2 separate regions of the Hordeum vulgare genome follow, and region 2 is linked to region 1. Evidence: chromatin contacts called from public Hi-C data. All regions are on one chromosome and are shown on one strand. The core of a region is the stretch at or near the end of the contact, and the rest is flanking DNA. Distances in the headings are between cores, read along the strand shown.

The links. A called contact is a pair of places that touch in the nucleus more often than the background predicts.
Region 2: a Hi-C map of seedling shows a contact between it and region 1, with 1.9 times the contacts expected there. The contact joins two enhancer-like sites. A contact is called at or near these places in 3 of 6 Hi-C or Micro-C datasets (leaf and seedling).

The regions. Positions count from the first base shown.
Region 1 is chr3H:464,409,787-464,413,607 of MorexV3_pseudomolecules_assembly, reverse strand. No RefSeq gene overlaps it. Among protein-coding and RNA genes, the nearest start is that of LOC123440176, 160 kb to the right of the region's middle. Within about 2 kb of position 1,892, at least 3 of the 3 cell types and tissues checked have open chromatin away from gene starts, as enhancers often do. A contact at or near this core is called in leaf and seedling, where this site is marked.
Region 2 is chr3H:464,748,597-464,752,417 of MorexV3_pseudomolecules_assembly, reverse strand. No RefSeq gene overlaps it. Among protein-coding and RNA genes, the nearest start is that of LOC123440177, 35 kb to the left of the region's middle. Within about 2 kb of position 2,112, at least 3 of the 3 cell types and tissues checked have open chromatin away from gene starts, as enhancers often do. A contact at or near this core is called in leaf and seedling, where this site is marked.

The sequences.
Region 1 (3,821 bases), core at 643-3,142:
GCGTGCGTGCGGCGAAGTACGAGGGTGGTGCTGCCGTCTCGGAGGTTTTGGCCTTGGGAGCAACCGATCGAATGAGACGTGTCTACGTTAATTCACGGCCCGGGAGTCTGGATGCTGGAAAGAGGCAACTCCTGTCGTAGCTTTGATGTTGGGCTACAACTACAACGGCACTGACACTTGGTCTGGCTTGCTGTCTGAATTATGCTATACTGGACGGATGTCTATATTTCTTTCGCTGTGATGCTCGTGAAGTTAAGAATCGGGAGAATCCGTTGCGTCCCGCGGCTCAAAAGCTAAGCTAATCCTGGCTTATGATGTCGATCGTGCAACGGCCAGTAGGTAGTACTGCGACCTGATTTAGGATCGACGAGACGGAGCAGCTATATAGTATGAGAAAAAAGATGTATTCCTTCCAATTCATATTACTCGTCACAGCTTTAGCAATACTACTAGAATTTTTGTTGTGTAAAGACTGAAATATGCTACTAAACTCGTGGCCCGTGGGTGCGATTGAGAGGCAATGGACGCAACAATCTGCACAGTCCTGCACGACGAAGGTGGTAGTCCCGGCCGGCCTTTTCATAGTAGCAGCAGAAGCAGGTAGCACCCGGGCAGTAGAGGGCCATCGAATCATAGTCGGCACATGCACCTCCTGCCCTCCTCCGTGGCTTTGATCATCTGGTCAAATCCTTCAACAGCTCACAGCCAACTGACAACGAGGAGAAGAGGGGAGCAGTCCAAGATCCACCCCAATGACACCGCAGTATGTTATGACAATCAATGCAAGCGTGGATGCGTGATTTGAGTATCAGCCCGTACTCAAAGAAAAGCAGGAGTAGCAGCCACTGTAGTATATGAAATCGTTTGTCATGTTGTCATTTTTGGGACCGTTAGATGCTTGATTTGTTTATAACACTCGTATATAAGTATCCAATTATGCGCGTGAGGTGGCCATGGCCAATGAACGCTCTCCTGGTCAAAAGGAAGTACTACCATTCGATGCATGATTTTTTGTCATATTGGAGTGCAAGTGGGAAGAGTACGGTGCAGCACATACATAATGCTTTCTGCGACAAGATGAGCGCCAATCTGCGTAAATTAGTAGCTTTGTCCTCTGCCCGGTCCTTTTGGCTAAGCTACCAGCGCGGTTACCTCTTTGGCTAGATCGGGGTTCGATCGGTTTGGCTCGATGACACGTGGGGCACACGCGCTTGCTTGTTGTACTCCTACCGATCAGTAGTTAGGATTTCATATCATCATCATCATCATACTGGCCGAGCCAGACCTCCCACCGACAGGTAACCTGGCGTCGCACGTGCAGGGCGGGACATGCGCCGTGACCGGGTGTACCTACAGTACGTGCGAGGGGGGTTCCACACGTGCGATCGTGTGTGCGTGCATGCATGCATGGATCGGATGATGATGGTGATGATGATGGAGGTGCACGCACGCACGCACCCGAGCTGATTGTAATCTTGCGACCGGCCGTGGTGGCGTGCTGCATGCGTCGCAGCGCACCCCGAAGGCCCAAGGGCGCTGCATGCATGCATCATCGCCTTGCCCTGCCTCGATGGGCACATGCAATGATGCAAGTTGGCGCCGTATTTTGACTCGAACAAGGCGAACAAGGTCGGATTGTTAACCCGCCCGCCAGCTGTGAATGCGTGGCGAGCGTCTGCTGTGCCTGCGCGTCTACATGCATGGCTCGTGCACAGCGACGGTGACAGTAGGAGGAGTGGATCATCGACCGCCGGGACCGCGAATGGATATGTGCGTGCGGTATGCTCGGCGTCATCAGCTCGGCGCGCTTGCTTGCTTGGGCGATGGACGCATCGTGCTCATGCATGCGTGGGAGCAGTACGCTGGTGGGCGCCGAAGTGGCCAGGCAAAACCCAGAGGAGGAACAGAGCTCGTCGCAGGCACGCGGACCAGAAAACAGTACTAGTGGCGTGGTGTACCATACAATGTATATTTCGCAATGTACGAAACGACTTTCGGGCTTTGCACTGCTTACTTCTCTTTTTAAAATAGGATTTCGTCCGTTTTAGAGATAAAGCAACACTCACGTACGACTTCAGTTCATCGTTTTTTTTTATAAAAAGAATTTATTACTTAAGAGTTTTAAGATTTACATCCGGCCTTTGCATACCAAGGATGCACACAACCAAGAAGTATAGAAGTTTACTAGTACACAAACTGAAAAAAAAGCATGGCAAACTACATATGAGAATTTGTGAAGCCGCCTAACAGGGTGGTAGATAAATCCGGAGACTATGCTGCCATCCATGCCGGGAAAATAACTCCCTAGCCGCTGCCTTCAAACGTAACGTCACCTCCAAAAATAAGTCTCGATGTTGCGCACGCTGCAGGGCCGACCAGACTCGTAGTGTTGTTGTACACCGATGAATAACCTGCATAACAGAAGTATTTTTGTCATTAAAAACCTTGTCATTTCTACATAGCCACAACGAGCGAACAACGGCAATCGCTTCCATCCTACAAAATAGTTTAAACCTAGAATCAACCCCGTTCAGTCGGTTGCCAAAAATGTTTGCAGCCGAAGTCGGAGGATGTAAGGTAGAACCTATTTGGATGGCTGACCATATAGACCTAGCGAACTCGCACTGAAAGAACAAGTGTGTAATACTCTTGTCGTGTTGACAGAATACACACTTTTTACTTTCATGCCAATTGCGTTTTGCAAGGTTATCTCTCGTAAGAATAACATCTCGGCGAAGATACCATGCAAACACCTTAGTTTTTAGCAGAATCTTCATCTTCCAAACTTTGTTATTCTCCTTATTATCGAGTGGTACTTCGGGTAGGATTAATGCTCTATACATGGAATCAACTGAGAATTGACCATTCTTCGTAAGATTCCATCGAAATTTATCTAGACCTTCCGATAGACGGATGGTATCCAATCGGGTGAGCAAGGCATTCCAAGATGCTTGTCTTGTTCCAAGTAAACTTCTCCTAAATGAAACGTTTGGTGGGGAGGTACCCAACACCTTAGCAATCGTGTCACTCTTGTTTCGCACACAATCGCATACAAAGCCGGATATTGCTCTTTGAGAGTGGATGGACCTAGACATTTATCCTCCCAAAAGCGAATTTCCAACCCATCCCTAATTGAGAAGGATCCTTGTGGGAAAAAGAACTTCTTCGTAGCCATCAGGCCTGCCCAGAACTGCGAATCACGAGGCTTCTAAAGAACCTGAGATACGGCTTAATTTCCCACATACTTTCTCGTGAGGAGGGTTTGCCACAATTCTTCTTCAGAAAGAAGCTTGAAGAGCCATTTACCCAATAGAGCTCTGTCCTTAACCTCAAGGTCATGAACACCGAGCCCTCCTTGGTCTTTAGGACAACAAACCGCGCTCCACTTAGTCAGTCAATATTTATTTTTCTCTCCATCCCCTTGCGAGAAGAACCTAGATCGGAAATAATCCAATCGTTTTAGAACTCCTTTAGGTATTTGGAAGAATGAGATCATATACAGTACCATGTTAGTTAGTACCGAATTTATGAGGACCAATCTTCCACCAAGAGATAGGAGCTTGCCTTTCCAACTATTAAGTCTTAGTTGGAGTCTTTCCTCCACCTTTTTCCACTCAACCTTTGTAAGTCTCCGATAATGAATCGGAATACCCAAATAGTTGATAGGAAAATGACCTTGTCCGCATCCGAATAATTCAGCATACAAAGCGGCATTTTCCCGAGCCTCACCAAAACAGAACAATTCGCTTTTATGGAAGCTAAACTTAAGACCCGTGTCGTGGTTTTGTCACGGCAGATGTCCTCGTGAAAGGACTTAGTGA
Region 2 (3,821 bases), core at 863-3,362, 340 kb before region 1:
CAGGGTCAGAAATAAAACCCCATCATACCCAACAAGAATCATCCTCTATCCACGAAGAAACCATGGGTTCTCATGCATTGCTTTGTTCCAATCTCCTAAATAGTTAAACTACACCAAGAACATGTTCAAATTTATTCTCCTCCACATGACCACCTAAGCAGGATTCCAAACATCATACATGTGTGCAATCGGGGCGCTTTGAGTGAAGACCTTCCTCATAAGCATCCACCCTAGCGCTAGCCACTTCAGTGTGACTTTCTCAACATCAACTTCACCTTCTTAAACAATATCACCTATCTCATCATCTTGTAGATTTAGCCACTCAAGTAGGGCACTTGGACCATCCAAACCCATGCCCTCGGATCCGTTCCTTCCGCCATGAACGCAAACATAATAGAATATGATACTTGTCGAACCCCAAGCATTAACCACTCCCACACCCAACTAGGTCTAGAGGGTTGTTCTCGTGATTAGCTTGGGAGAGGGCGCAGAAGGAGCGCGAGGGAGTCAACAGATAGGTCAATCGGCCGAACAGGGGACGTAGGAGGGGGCTCACGGCATGTACAATGGTTCTATCTTAGAAATATCATGTAGGATAAATGATAGACATAATTCTTTATTTAACACCATGCTTAAATTTTATGCTTTATTTGACATCGACAAATTATTTCTTCCCTATATAACAACAAGTCTAAATTTTATGTCTTTTATAACACTTTTGTCCGTTTTAGCCCTAAATGACACTTGAAAAAACCATTTTGCCCCTCATATGATATGCTTGTGTCTGTGTTGTTGCGTGTGTGCGGGCGTGCACATGCATGCTATTGATATTGCGTGTGTGTTGCTACGTGTTTGTGTGTGCGCGCGTGTGCTACTTCATGCGTTGCTACGCGCGTGCGTTGCTGCATGAGCTGCTACTTGTGTGTGGTGTTGTGTGTGTGTGTGCGCGCGCGTGCGTGCGTGCTAGTATGTGTGTGTGCCACGTGCGCCGCGTGTGTGCGTCGTGTGTGTGTGTGTGTGTGTGTGTGTTGTGTGTGTGTGTGCATGGTTACATGTGTACGCTCGTGTTTGTGTGATGTTATGTATGTGCTAATGTGTGTGTTGTTGCGTGTGTCTTACAGTCGTTGTGTGTGCTACTATCCGCATTGATATTATGCGTGCTACTGTCCATCACACACATATCACATGAGGGCTAAAAGAGTCTTTTCAGATGTCATTTAGGCTTAAAATGAACAAAAATATCATAAAGGACATAAAATTTAGACTCGTTATTATATAGGAAAGAAACAATTGTTCAATGTCAAAAAAGAAAACGAAATTTAAGATAATACTAAATAAAGAATTGTTTCTAAATGATAAGGTGAAAGAGAGAAAAATCATAAAAAAGATTTATGACAAGACATAATTTCTTAGCATAATATGTCTTGCCTAGTTATTGAAGATAAACCTAAAAGATAACCCATTATAAACATGAAAATGCCACGTACATGCCCTCATGGCAGCACAGAGCTTGACGACCGAAAAACCCCGGGCTAAACTTTTTTACCCAACGAACCCTAGGCTAAACCTTTGAAAAAACGAGCTATGCTAGTACTAGGACTACGTTACGGCGAGGTACGCACAGAAGATGTACGGTGGCAATCAAATCCGGTTCGCTTTGGGCCGATCAGGTCAAAGAAACAGCAAATGGCGTGACTGGTCAGTGGTCACTACGCACGCATGGAACAGCGTCGCGTAACGTAACCAGTTTTTTCCCGTCAGCAAAGACAAAGTGGGCGGGGGCGATCTAACGGCAGATTGCGCGTACCCGGCACACCCACCACCCCACCCAACGACAGTGCTCGGCCACAGACGCGCGGGCCCCACCCCGCCCCCCCTGCGGACGGACGATATCAACCAGAATCTGAATCAAACGGCCAGGGGCGTCTCTCGCCGGTGGTCCAGCGACAGGCGCACGTGCTGGGTCACGACGCGGGGCCCCGTTGCCCAAAAAACATTTTCCAGCGACTTGTCCAATCAGGCGTCCACGGAAACGCCAGCCCCACTGAAGGGCGGGCCCCGGCGTCGGGCCGCGCACGTCAGCCAAACCGATGGACAGACTCGCGGGGTGATGGAAAACGGATACGGTGTGGTGGCGTCGACGGTGGGGCCCACCGCACCCACACGGGGGTATGCTCTCCACTTCATAGCCCAAATATGCGACACGCCGAGGCGCACGGGTGCGGCCGTAACCTCATCATCGCGCCACTACTAATAAAGCCGCTTTCCCGTTCCCTGTTTGACCGGCTGGATCTTTTCAACTTTGCGTTTGTTTGGTCATTCATAGAAATCATGGTGGTAGATTGTGAGCTCGGTATGCAGAAGATGGAAGGCATGCATGTGCGTGCATTTTCTTTTTCATTTTCGTTTTAATGGCAATGGAGTCCCAAGGCGGTACTGTAAAAAACATAGTATTATCAAGCAGGGCTAGTTAAAAGCACATGTAAGTGGGAAGTGTAGTTTCTTAGCTCAAGCTCTTTTGAGCTCGGCGAACAATAAAATAAAATAACAAATCCAAAAATTTCTGATTTTTTTAATGAAAATATTGACAAAAGTTTTATGAGCTTCCAAAATTCCATATTGAAATGGCTTTCATGGAAATTGTGGTAAAAAAACATTTCCAAGTGTTGATTTTGATTTTTTAGCACAGCCTCTACGAATGACTTTTCAAGATGAAATGATATGTGCACGAAAAACTTGTCAATGTTTGCACCAAAAAAAATCAGAATTTTATGAATGAATTTTCTTTTTATTATTATTCTACTGTTCATTTCGAGTTCAAATGAGCTAGGGAGCCGAAGATAACTTTCCATGTAAGTGTAATTATACAAGAGCTTTCTTTATAGAGGGATATATACGTCTTTACAATGAACTGCATATGAACTGAAATAAATGAATAAATACAATAAAACATTTCTATTTTCATCTAATTTAAAAAGAATGTTATACAAGTTATAATCCGGAACATGTGAAATATATATGGAGCCGAACATCTCATACAGAAGATTGCAACTTTATTTTTACGGAGTTGCCGACTAGCTCTCGTCGGACTAAGAAATTGGTTGATAAATTTTAACAGGTGAAAATCACTTAAAACATAAGGATGTTTTCTGCATGGTCCGGAGGGGTTGTAAACCAACCGGGTTCCCATCACACCACCCGGATTTAAAGTGTAAAGCGCCTAAATCGTTTTGCGCACACTCTTCTTTGTAGTCACCAAAGGCGTGTTTCCACGTAATGCTATCATGCCATCTCACGTCAAGTATTTTTCTCGAATTGGTCTCTTTTATTTAATTCTTTTGAACTTTTTATTTATTTATAATTAACACTCTTGTATTATATCCGGTAAAGTTGTCAGAATCGTGACCCAAGTCTTAGAATCTTAGGATGTTACGATCCAGACTAGCCCCTCCGATTTTACGATTTTGCTCATAAAATCTAAGTTTCTACGATCCTGATAGTTATGATTCTACGATTCACGATCCTAGCGACAGAGCTTCGATCCAATTCAGAATTGCAATTCCGACAACTTTGATATCCGGTGTGCTATATGTACTCATCAATCTTTGCATTTATATCATAAACCGTGTGGCTAATTCATCCAACTTATTTTTAGCTTTGCGTGTAGGAGTACAATTATCTTGTAGGCTGCTACGGATCATTCGGTTGATTTGAGGGAAACGTAAGTCACCTCCACTGTCGTTAGATGTGTACCATCACAACCGTTACTTTTGTCTCTCGCGGTTCCTGTCATCCTGCATCGCAGCGAGCCACTGCTTGCT